4 separate regions of the Mus musculus genome follow, and regions 2, 3 and 4 are each linked to region 1. Evidence: chromatin contacts called from public Hi-C data. All regions are on one chromosome and are shown on one strand. The core of a region is the stretch at or near the end of the contact, and the rest is flanking DNA. Distances in the headings are between cores, read along the strand shown. Region 1 overlaps Cerkl (ceramide kinase-like). Region 2 has its middle 9.5 kb from the start of Ppp1r1c. Region 3 has its middle 11 kb from the start of Gm37004. Region 4 overlaps Ppp1r1c (protein phosphatase 1, regulatory inhibitor subunit 1C).

The links. A called contact is a pair of places that touch in the nucleus more often than the background predicts.
Region 2: a contact with region 1 is called in a Hi-C map of the N1E-115 cell line, with 4 times the contacts expected there. The contact joins two enhancer-like sites. A contact is called at or near these places in 1 of 39 promoter capture datasets (embryonic stem cells), 1 of 484 Hi-C or Micro-C datasets (the N1E-115 cell line) and 1 of 9 other capture datasets (adipose tissue).
Region 3: a Hi-C map of the N1E-115 cell line shows a contact between it and region 1, with 6 times the contacts expected there. The contact joins two enhancer-like sites. A contact is called at or near these places in 1 of 15 datasets of contacts at CTCF or cohesin (large pre-B cells) and 3 of 484 Hi-C or Micro-C datasets (the N1E-115 cell line, bone marrow-derived macrophages and nephron progenitors).
Region 4: a contact with region 1 is called in a Hi-C map of the N1E-115 cell line, with 5 times the contacts expected there. The contact joins two enhancer-like sites. A contact is called at or near these places in 1 of 15 datasets of contacts at CTCF or cohesin (the NIH/3T3 cell line) and 3 of 484 Hi-C or Micro-C datasets (the G1E-ER4 cell line, the N1E-115 cell line and bone marrow-derived macrophages).

What each region holds. Positions count from the first base shown.
Region 1 is chr2:79,398,048-79,400,857 of GRCm38.p6, forward strand. All of the region lies in intron 1 of Cerkl (ceramide kinase-like), which reads right to left. Among named protein-coding and RNA genes, the nearest start is that of Cerkl, 30 kb to the right of the region's middle. Within about 2 kb of position 1,339, at least 41 of the 459 cell types and tissues checked have an H3K27ac peak or open chromatin away from gene starts, as enhancers often do. A contact at or near this core is called in the N1E-115 cell line, where this site is marked.
Region 2 is chr2:79,696,833-79,699,802 of GRCm38.p6, forward strand. No RefSeq gene overlaps it. Among named protein-coding and RNA genes, the nearest start is that of Ppp1r1c, 9.5 kb to the right of the region's middle. Within about 2 kb of position 1,524, at least 57 of the 459 cell types and tissues checked have an H3K27ac peak or open chromatin away from gene starts, as enhancers often do. A contact at or near this core is called in the N1E-115 cell line, where this site is marked.
Region 3 is chr2:78,960,308-78,963,442 of GRCm38.p6, forward strand. No RefSeq gene overlaps it. Among named protein-coding and RNA genes, the nearest start is that of Gm37004, 11 kb to the right of the region's middle. Within about 2 kb of position 1,679, at least 42 of the 459 cell types and tissues checked have an H3K27ac peak or open chromatin away from gene starts, as enhancers often do. A contact at or near this core is called in the N1E-115 cell line, where this site is marked.
Region 4 is chr2:79,767,271-79,770,464 of GRCm38.p6, forward strand. All of the region lies in intron 4 of Ppp1r1c (protein phosphatase 1, regulatory inhibitor subunit 1C), which reads left to right. Among named protein-coding and RNA genes, the nearest start is that of Ppp1r1c, 61 kb to the left of the region's middle. Within about 2 kb of position 1,776, at least 9 of the 459 cell types and tissues checked have an H3K27ac peak or open chromatin away from gene starts, as enhancers often do. A contact at or near this core is called in the N1E-115 cell line, where this site is marked.

The DNA of each region.
Region 1 (2,810 bases), core at 89-2,588:
GCAACTCCTGGCCATTGTCCTCTAATATCCACCCTGGCTCAAGCACTCTGAAGGAAAAAAGGAGGGAGGGAGGGGGGGAGGGGGGGAGGGAGGGAGGGGGGACGGAGGGAGGGAGGGAGGGAGGGAGGGAAAGGCTTTTTGTGTGCAGAGTTTTTAACTTGCTTTTCAGAATTAACTCCAAAACAATAAGTAATAAACCCAGCTGAAGGAAAAGGAAAGCTCACCCAAGTGTCACTGAGGTCAAACTTGGAAACAACTTGTGTGATAATAGAATGTGTGTTTCCTGAAGCACATTGATGTAGCAGAAGACTGTAGCACCATTGGAATTTAGTGTTCTGTGTAGAAATGGGTCCAACAAAAAAGGCATGTTAGAACTCTGGGAGCGCTTGACTTGGAAATGTTTTTATCAGGAAGCTTTGGCCTAAATGTTTAATCAGCAGTGTGGGCTGGGCTTAGCTGCACCCTTTAGGTTTTGAAGTTTGTAAGCAATGAGCAGGAGACCTGCTGGCTCTGGGTGAGGCAACACAGCCAGCCTCCTGGATCAGAGGTTAATGAAAGTCTCCCCAGTTGCCTGGGGAAAGCCCTAGGGCTAGCCTCAGGAAAGGCTAAAGGTTCTGGGCATTATCTGATGGGATAAACTGAAAATCTTAGCTCATTATTTCTCCTCAGCCACTACTTCGGGACACCCTTTGGACACTCTCAGGGTACACAAATATTCATTATAAACATGAGTAAAGAAAACAAAAGAAAATCAACTGTGTTGTAAAAAGCAGTGTTGGTTCCGTAAAGATGGATTACCTGCCTGTGTCTCTCTAAGGATTATTTTAAGAGTGACTTAGATTCCTTTTTGTCTACAAATGAATCAGGAAGAGGCTTTTGAAAGTAAGTGCTGAACAAAGGGCTGAGATCTTAAATCTCTGCTTGGATTCCATTCTCTTGAATGGCTGGGCTGAGTCACACTGGCCACTCCTGGGATCGTATCGGTTTCCGTCACAAGGAAAGCAAATATTCACATAATGCCACGTGAAAGCCATATTTCCATGAACCTATGATGATCAGACTGTAGAATAAAGAAAGAGTTCTGAAGAGAAGCACCATGCCCGCTGATTTTTCTGGGCATGTGTTTCAAATGTGGCTCTACTTCCTACCTTAAGAACAAGTGGCACAGCTATTAGGAAGACTCTGAAGTACAACTTCATTTATAAATTCATATTTGATATCAGGAGATACAAATGCAGAAATGGTCTACAGGCACTGTGTTGCAGGCTACCTACATTAACCCCTCACACAGTGTAGAGCTCTGGTTGGTGGCATGTGGCTCGTTATTTGAAATCTATTGGCTCATTAGGATCATATTGGTCGTTGCTAGTTGCTTCAGAACACTAACTGTCCTCTCGCATTACTTACAGAGATACTGGGGCCATCTGTTCTTGCAAGGGATTTAAGTATGCGTCTATTGGATAGCTTGCTATTTATTTAATTCAGCACCCACTTCCTATTGTATCTTCTTGGGGGAAGGGGAGCCAATTTAATTACAGGGAATAAAGATAACCTTTCCTGGCAGGTTACCAGGAAAGCAGGACCTGTTCAAAATGGGTTACAGTGGCAAATAAGGAGAGCAAAGCCAGTGACACTTAAGGATAGTGAGCAAAGGTTTAACAAAAATAGGACAGTGAGCTGCACTTTTAAAAATATTACTGTAAGCCCAGGGCTTGTCTGCATCAATCTTGGCACATCTGCCTGATGCGGACCGTAAACAGGATTAAAGCTGGGTTTATCTGCCTGGTGCTAATTGTGCTCACAGTTCCTGCACATGTCCACTTTTTAAAACGTGGCTTGAAAAACAGCCTGCTGGATAGATGGCACTAGCACAACACCCTGAACACACACACATACACACACACTCTCTCTCTCTTTCTCTCTCTCTCACACACGGTGTATGTCACATTGTTAGGCAAAATGATGCCTAACAGGGTATTTTTTTTTCTTGGCTCTTCAGAATTACTTATCTAATCCCCTAATTAAAAATACAAAATTCTGTTTGAATACACCACATACTGAGATAAATCTGTGAAGCAAGGGACCAATAAATTTGAATACACTCTAATTGTAAGTAGAAAACACAACGTAATTGTTAATAATCAGGTTAAACTAGGGTTTACACAAATAGGGCCAATCCTGTAGCAGACTGAAAATGTGCTTCAATGTAATGCTCTCCTGGAGAACGTGGCACAGCGTTGGAGAGCAGAGGTGCCCAAACTCCTAAGCACACATGAATATCAAGATGGAGATATGGTGAACTAGTATTCTTATCTAGTAAAAATATTAGAAAATTTTCGTCTTATTTGAGAGAAATTCCAAATCCACTGTCTTACACTTTTACTAAACCAAATTTAATATTGGAGATGATTTTTCTGCCTGTGGGTTTCTTCAATTTAACTTTTCCTATCGAGTGTAAGTACCTCAAATATGTCTTGTAAGTCTTTAAACACTGGAAGATGTAAAGACATTTCTTTTCTTTCCTTTTCTTTTCTTTTTTTTTTTCTTTTTTCTTTTTTTTTTTTTTTTTTTTTTTTTTTTTGGTTTTTTTTGTTGTTGTTGTTTTGTTTTGGGTTTTGGTTTTTTGAGACAGGGTTTCTCTGTATAGTCCTGGCTGTCCTGGAACTCACTTTGTAGACCAGGCTGGCCTCGAACTCAGAAATCCGCCTGCCTCTGCCTCCCAAGTGCTGAGATTAAAGGCATGTGCCACCACGCCCGGCGTAAAGACATTTCTGCATCAAAATCAAAATGTACTAATGAAAAGTTGATAC
Region 2 (2,970 bases), core at 274-2,773, 300 kb after region 1:
GAAAAGTTTCCTCAACTTGATCCTGCTCCTAAATACCCAAGGACAGCCTCTATTTTCAAACATGTATATTCACTTAGTAAGAGAGTAGAATCTATCTGATGAGATCTATTCTAATGATATTGCGTGAGGAGCATGCTCAGTGTAAGTATAAATAGCAATCTCAAACCACAAGGTTACTGAAAAAGTTCAGGATGAAATGAGTCATCTAAAATATTGGGAAAATCCAAAGTGTTTTAGAAGCTTGAATAGAAAACTGCCACCCACATCCATACACACCCTAGCGTAATTTGAGAATGTTAAGGGAAAATACACTGAATGTTTCTCAGGAGATCAGACCTTTCATGACAGCTTTCTCTGAAATGAAATCAGTAGTCCTAGATTTTATTTAGCAGTAGAGAATTATCAAAGTTCAAAAAACAAAAATTCTGAAACTTGTAGCATTTCATTCAATCGAACTAACTCATGTAGAAGGGCAAAAAACATTCTAGAAATGCACAGGCTTAAGAGAGTTTACTAGCCATGAGCCATTACTAAAAGCTTATGAAATGGTACATTTTGGTGGACAGACTGAATCCAAGACAAAGTATTCTATTGAAACAATAGTGGCTATGTAGAAAGAGGTGATGTTGTCATGACAGACGAGTAATCAGTACAAGGACATGCTTAGCATCTTACTTTCTTGGGATTGGATGTAAACATCCATGTATATCCATCAATAACAGTAAATATTAATAATTAGTTTCATGTGTATATGTTCATATATGTGGGTGCACACGTGTGTGGGTACCTGTGTGTACATGTATGCATAGTCATGAAGAGGTGAGAGGCCAATCACCTTGGTTTTTATTCTATCTTTAGTTTGAGACTGGGTTACTCAGTGGTCTGAAATTTTGCCAAATATGCTAGATTATCTTACCATTGATTTCCAAGGGTCCATCTTCACCTGCCCTTATCACCAACACTCGGATCACAAGTGGGCGCCACTGGGCACAGCCTTTTCTGTGGTGTCTGGGCATCCAGACTCAGGCTTTTATGTTTGAGAGGCAAGTGCTCTACTGCCTAAGCCTTTGCTCCTGCCCCCAAATTACTTTTCAACTGGGAAAAACAAAAACTAAAACATGTATGAGCACACTCCTGTGAAAGCTTAGAAGACGACTTAACAAACTACTTGGAGAATTCCGAGATGACAGCATAGGAGAAGGAGCCGCTGAGCACAGAACTAAAAGAAGAGGTGGCTGTTGCATTGGACGAGAGGGATGGAAGGATTCTCCAAACAAAGAACTGATGTCTAAAGACTATAGCATTGCGAAAGGCCTTTGGTTACTCAAAGTAAAGTTCAGTAGTGACTGAGGAGCACATGGTTTGTGAAACGCCTAGAAAATAACATTTTATTTTTATTTTCTCCAAAGTACCAAGGAAGAATGTCAGTTGATTTTCTTATCACGTTTTCTTAAGTACCCACACCTATCATCACTTTCACCTCATGACTCATTCTTGGAAAATAAGGCTCAGCACATTCTGGCCTGTCAGAAGTTTCACAGTCTTTCTACTGAGAGACTGCCTTGCTTCCAAGAACCTCATGCATATATTGCATAAGAGGACAATGAGTCATATGTTAATTTATCTGCTTTAAAACTAGGTGATTGGAAAACCATAAAAAAGGGATGAATATTTTAAAATATCTTAAAGCAGAAACTCTGAGATGACACTAGGGATCTTGACAACACATGGCTGGGAGATAAATCAAGAAGCACTTGTGACTTATTGCCCAGACCAGAATCCTGACAAGCCAACTAGATGAGAAACAGGCAAATGTCCTCAGACATCCAATACAGGTTTCATGTTCTTACGAAGAAGGCAGCTGCTTTTGCTAGAAGTGACTCATGCTAATCAGTAAATTATTCTACTTCTTAATGCTCCATTACTTAAGATCATGTGTGGACGTGAAGAAGCCTAGGCACTGCATGGAAATGCAGACAATCTGCTCCAGCAGAGCTCCTATTTCAGAGTCTACTCAGAGCCAGAGACTGCTGAATTACAACATGAAACCAAATAGTGTAAACCATGTTTTAGTCATTTGACATTAATTTCAGAATTTTCAGATGCATTTAATATTTCCTTTTTTGGATTAATCGATATCCCATCATTGCTAGCAATGTTCCTTTTTTATTAATGAAGTTAGTTCTTTAACAATTTTATGGCTGTATATCATGCATTCTAGACAGTATTCTGGTCCTACCCTTTCTTATCTCCCTTCTAGCCCCAACCTGTGGCTTTCTTGACTTTTGGTATGGTTTTGTGATTATAAAAGTGCTCATGTGTTTAAGTAAAGTTGCAAACGGGAGGACAAACACTTTACAAGGCAGTTGTGCATGTAAATGAACTGGGTAAGGCAAAAGAACCCTTTATAATGATATTTTTTTAAATGCATACAAGTACCATATGGACTGGGAAAATCATATTTAGGTATATGTGTATATACGTATATATGTGTATATATGTATGTATATATATAAATTGTCAATAAAAGAAAGGTCATGAATTTGAAATAGAGCAAAGGGAGCTGCATGGGAGGGGTTTGGGAGGAAAGGGAGGGGAAATTGATGTCATTGAAATCTTAAAAATAGCCAGGCATGGTTTTAATCCCAGCACTCGGGAGGCAGAGGCAGGTGGATTTCTGAGTTCGAGGCCAGCCTGGTCTACAAAGTGAGTTCCAGGACAGCCAGAGCTATACAGAGAAACCCTGTCTCAAAAAAAATCTTAAAAATAAAAAGTTACTATTAAAAAAGACAAAGTGATGGATGTTTGTATCAATTGGAAGTTAACAATTTTCTGAGTTATATAGAAAACAAGTTATCTTTTTATTGACAAAGTAGGCCTTTCTACGCCAATAAGGGCACAGAAACAATTCTCTACTTTATACAGAGATGGCCTAATAAAAAATAATTTCTCTAAAAGGTAAACATATAT
Region 3 (3,135 bases), core at 429-2,928, 440 kb before region 1:
AACTCTTGAAAACCAGCTAAATGCAAGGCTGTGTGCTCAGCCCCTCTCCCCCACGCTCCACACCCCACTCTGCAAATGTTCTGTGCAGACAGGGTGTGGATTCCTTCTCCTGTTTGGCGGTGTCTCTATGTGGTTTGTGGGGATGGCTATATGATTCTTTCTTGCTCTGCGACAGCATGTTCCTGTCAATTGTCAAGTGCATGTGTTTTCCTGAGAGGCGCTCTTGCAAGCAAGTTCCCGCTTAAAAGCTTCTATGAGTCATTTCTTTGGGGACCAGTGTTGAGGCATATCACCCCATTTGCATCAGGGTTGCCTGACTTAGTAAAAAAGAAAAAAAGAAAGATTAACATTTTAGCTAAACTATCTGAAAGGTTTGGATAGTAATAAGGCTTTCTTACCACTTAATATGCCCTGGTGAAACTCTATGATCTGCTATGTAGTAACATTGTTAAACTGTTACACCTGGAAGGCTTCATTTAAGACATTTGCTGTCTAACTAAAAGGAGATGGTTTCTTGTTATTCATTCACACATAAGGGAAGGCAAAAATAATCACCGACTTGCATTCAACAAAACACGGAGTTAAGAGAAGCAGTCCCTAAGATGATGAGCCCATTGGCACCCTGCTCCATGAGGTAGAATCTACTGCAGCTGCGTCCTCAGTTTTATTAGGAAAGATAGCCCATTTTGTGATCTACGACGTTTAAATCAATTGAACTGTAGTGAAATCTCTCCCCTGAAATGGCTATTACACAGCTTGCAACCTTTTGTTCAAGAGATTAAGTTTGCATCTCCTCACATTATCTCCTTGTAATTGGAAAACTTTCATTTTGACGCAGAAAATGTGCCAGCGTCCCCGAGAGCCTTGCCACAAGCCAATGCAGAATGCCATCTGGAGGGTCCGTGCCCACATCAGGCGGCAGCCTCCTGTCGGGCAGGATCTGGAACTTTGCAACGAACAACTAATAACATCTTAAGCTCCATTTGTCTAGCTCATGAGTGCTCTTGGCAGAGGTCATAACCAGCAGTGGTTTTCTTGATTTGCTGCATCAAATGTAATTAGGTTAAAGCACTCACTGACAGAGCCTCTGATAATGGCATGAAAGCCTCAGGCTTGAATTTACCCATCCAGTCAAATTTAAGTTTAGAGCAGCAAAGATGTATTAATTTCATCACTGGGACAATGAATATTGGTAAACTTGAAAGGTATTTATTTGGAACAAAGCAGTTTTCCTTCCTTTGGATTTCATACGTCTTTGGTTTCTGTTTTAAAGTTGAATTGAATCAATGCATGTTCTGGTTCCTAGCTTCTGATAAAGTCGCTGATGTCCCCTGCTAGGAGACATAGTCTCATGTGCACACAAACCACACATCTGAACCATTGGTCATACTGTGTAAAATGATAAGATATCTTCAGCGTGTTACTCTGCATAACTGAATTCTGACAGTTGTTATTCATAAAGACAGAAACGACACCGTGGTTGACCTTTTAACCCTTGCCTGTTGAAAAACTCCAGGGTAGCAGAGGTCTCTTCATAAATGAGTCAGGTCGTGGCTGTGAGTAAAACAGAGAACCATTGCTGAGGGTTAAATTTAGGGCAAGCTCGGGCCCAGAGCATGAGACAGACGTTAGCTATTATTAAGGGTATACAAAAAGAGTTTCTGCTCTCTGCTAGAGAAAGAGAGAGCTGGAGTGTGGTCTCAGCCAGAAGGCAGAGGTTCCTGGCATGGCTGCAATGTTAATGATCCTCACAAGGCTTTAAGAATCAGCAGTGGAGTTAGGATGTGACATAAAAGACAGTCTCAGGAGGGCTGAATTTTTCAAACTGACTTCCACATTTCTTCTCCTGTCCCTGTCTCTTAGAAATACTGGCACTACTGGAGCCAGTGGAGGAGCACAACTGAAATCTCTCAGGAACAGCAGTGATTCCCGTTGACTTTGTACCTCATTGGGGGATGGGGTGTTAGTTTGAATGTTTCAGGTGGTTCTCCTTCTGATAAAAGCAATAGGCATGTGTGAGGATGAGGTTAAGTAAGTGTTTATTTGAGGATTTAATATTGCACACGCTGATGGAGTACAGCAATTACCGTGCTGTGATTTTCATATTCATATGTGCCATATTTATTTGTTGTTTACCTCTCTGCATAATGGAAATGCCATGAAAATCTGTTCCTTCTACTGCTTTAATTTTAAATGAAGCTAAATGTTATGTATAATTTTAAGTTACAGATTGCTAATTTCATTCTGTTTTAAATACTCTACACATAAGAAGCTCTTAGGCTCCTGCAGGAGTCCCTGCTTTGAGCAGAATCAAAGCATAATTCTCTCAGTAATTATATAATAGGTAGGTAGTTAATAGATTAAACATGAGCCCGAGACATCATCACATCGACAGTCTATTTCAAACCATATAGTTACCTGTGCTGTTCATATGTATATGACTCTCTGTAAATAGAATGTGTATGCCTTTGTAACTTTCCTGACAAATATAATGTAGTTAAAAGCTTACTGCATCTGTTGTAAAGTATTTGCATCTAGCTTACTTATTAGTAATCTGGTTACAGACTCGGTACTTGGTGAAATGGTTGCGAAAGCTTCAGGAACAACCCAGTTTTCACCTACTTTCACGATAGTATTTTAAAGAGGCTGCCAATGGCAGAATGCAAAGCTAGTTTACCTTATAAAGGAACAAAGCAAGGGAAACATTGAAAAATTAACTCTATAGCTGTTGTGTAGCTTTCTGTCACTAGCCTGAGAATCCCTTCATGTGCTGTATCTCAACTTCTGTTTCCTGGCCCATCCTTTTTTTTCCTCTCCTCAACTCCAGAGCTGTATCTGGAACCTGGTTATATGCCATCCAAGACCTACTAAAATTATTCACTCATTTAATATGCATCACTCTACACTTAGCACATATATATCTATATCTACCTAGATGTCTCTATCAATCTATTTATCTATGTAGATATTTGTTAGAGATATTCATATTTAGATGTCTATATAGAGATATTTAGATAAGGTCTCTCCTGCTGGCTACAGCCTTCATGGGAACAAATCTATGTCACATGTCTATCTCTGTATCACCTCTATATCTATCTATGTATCTATCTATGTTTCTATGTATGTATGTATGTA
Region 4 (3,194 bases), core at 526-3,025, 370 kb after region 1:
TGTTGGGAAGAAACCTCATCGAGATAAAGAAACATTGTCATTACCCGATGTCAAGGACACATAGTATCAGCATAGCTCAGCACCTGGCTGAGTCCGGACTCTTAGGATTTAGTTTTTCCCATTTTCAAATTCATCCTGATTGCACCAATAAATAGCCAAAGATCCTTATAATTTAATGGGATTTCAAAATTCATTTAAATTTTATGTGTGTGAGTGCTTTGCACGACAGTGAGTGCATGCATGCAGTATCCTCAGAAGCCAGAAGAGGACACTGGATCTCCGGAACTAGAGTTCCAAGTGTTAAAGTACTGCCATGTGGGTTCTGCGAATGGAACCTTGCTCCTCTGAGCCATCTCTCTAACCCTCTTAATGGGAATCTTTTTTCATATGATCTTTTCATTCTGGTTTCTGCAAATTACTTCGTTTCTTTTAAAGGATGACCTTTGTGTTTATATTAAAATATAAATTTATTTTTAAAACGCAATTGTAATATAAATCTTGCTGTGATAACCATGTTCTCCTCAAACTATGTTTCCAGCTAACCTTGTCTCTCCCCAGGGCAAGTCCTCATCAACTCCCTAGACTGCTGACCACACAGATCTCAGTCCTGTTTAATTCCTCCAGTTATTTCAGAGTAAGGCCCTGGAGTAGACTTTGGTGGGCCCCTTACCTGACTGCCTCTTCAACTGCAACTAATTTCTTTCCTTCCCCTTTCTTCTTCCCACCCCCACTGCAGCAATGCAGAGCTTCGCTTGATTCTTTGGAAATATACACAGCTATTGTTTGACTGTTATGTCTCCGGGCTTTGTCTATAGCCTCATTCTTGTAGAAGGTTTTTCCCCCTTGGTCTGATTCTAAGTCCTTTGAACTATGCCTGGTTAAGATGGTGAGGAATTCCACAGAGGCCTCTGTGTGGTATCTGTAATTCGCATGAGCTAGATGTAGTCTCATCAGGACAGGACCTATGTCAGGTGTGTTCTCTTTCATCTTCCATTCATATTGCAACTGCTTGTGATAAATGCTGAATCAGTGGGTTTGTAATCCAGATTTAAAAATTATAGTAACAGCTTAATTTTGCCCACATTGAAAAAAAAAAACTTTTTTTCTTTCTTTCTTTTTTTTTTTTTTTTTTGCATGTGTTTTATTCATTGACTCAATTACTACCTGACTCAATTACTACCGCATGCTGCAGGCATTTATAAAATGACTTCTGTCTGCCAGGTCACAGATTAGACGCTGGAGCTGAGATGTGCCAAGCGTCATCTCTGTCAACAGAGAAAATGTCAGATGAGAAAGTGAGCCGTGTGGAAGCTAATTATTGGCTGCCTGAGATGTATTTGGATAGCAGCAATTGAAGGCGGAGGAGGAAGTAGCCACCTCTGCCTACAAAGTCCAGGAGAGGCTCCACAGGAGAAAGAGACTTCTGTGCCAGAGGTGGGGCAAGCAAGCTCTTAGGAGAGAGGAGTGGGGGGGGGGGATACCAGGTGGATGATTTGTCAGAACTGGACAGGCAGACTGTGAAGGGCCATCTGTGTTCCAAACACTGTGAGCTGCTGAGGATCTCCTGAGGCCTCTACTCAGGTCTGGGCTGTGTTCAGAGACAGCAGCACATTCTATTAACAATTGTTTACTTAGGATAGGAAATAATGGGTTTCGCTGTAGCATTTTAAACTTGTATACTTTGCTCACATTCCCTACCTTGGCTCCTTCCATTTTTTTTCTGCCCTTGTGAAGATAGCTAGATAATGCATAGGTAGGTAGACAGATTCCATATGGAAGAGAAACTTGTAACATTTGTCAATGTCCTTTCATTTCCTTGTTCCTTCCTCCTATTCCCTTTAGGCCCTGGCTCCGTCCTCCAGCCACATAGCTCCATCTGTGCTTTTATGTTACACACACACACACACACACACACCACCCTATATAGATTCCAAACATGAGAGAAATAACACACTTACAGATAACATGTTCTGTTTCCACCTTCATCATCACCATCATCGCTGAGACAAGGTCTCTTACTAAAACTGAAGCTCATTGAGTTGGCTAGGCGTCCTGGCTAATGAGTTGCAGAGATCTTCCTGTCTATCCTTCCCTAGTGCTGGGATTACAGGAGTACAAAGCTCTCCCTGGGCATTTTATATGTGTGCTGAATTTAGGACCACGTGTTTGCATACCTTGATAGGCTAAGTCATCTCCCCACCTCTTGATTTGACTTTTAAATCTGTTGTGTTACATAGTCTTGAAAATATGGGGCTTTTGGAAAAAGGACATATATATTATATACACTGTTGCTTTTTCCGTGAGACTACTTTCGATGATTATATTTGCCTCAGCTCATCTGCCTGTCCTTAATACTGCTGTTTATGGAAAGATGGCAAACTACTAGAGCCAACCTGGGTTTTGTTTCCTAAATAATGGCTGTGACTTGTGAGAAGTTTAACTACTCATCATGTTATCTTTCAAATAAATTAATGGAAATCCAAGTCAAAATCTGTTATGATATAAAATCTTCATAATAATGAGGGATTGGTTCTTAGTGGGGCAAGTTTAGGATAGGATTACATTCCTTGGAAACACGTGCTGCTCTATAAAACCCGTCTAAACATGTTCCCTCTTAAAACCATAATATTCTCGTCTGAACTTCAAAATCCAGGCTGATCTGAAAGATAATTTTATGGCCAGTGCTGTTAATTTCTTTCTCAGTGACTCTCTTGACTAGAAAGTACGGAGGGCTCTGAGAGCGTGGAATGAATGGTTGCCGTCCTTTTCTTTCTGGATGTAAACCTGTTTCTCAGCCCTCATTCAGTTCTTGAAAGATTATTGGTCTTTACATCCCAAATGTGGTAAGACTGACTGAGCCATTTGTTGTGAAGGGAACAGAAAATGACATCAGTGGGCATCAATATTGCTGTCAATCAAGACAAACAAATCTATTACACTTGAATGCTGCATAGTCCTGGGTGAACGACCAGTGGAAAGCAAGATGCTTCAAATTGTGAGGAAAGCATACAATTGTGATTCTTCCACTAAGAAATAAAATAGCAAGTACTGCAATGTCCAAAGGTTACAGTTGCAGGGAAAATAGTAGGTCACAACACACACACACACACACACACACAATGTAATTGTAAGCATCAAACTTACAATCTGGATTCTACATTGAGCCCCATGTTCTCTAATTAGCAGTAGGGGCT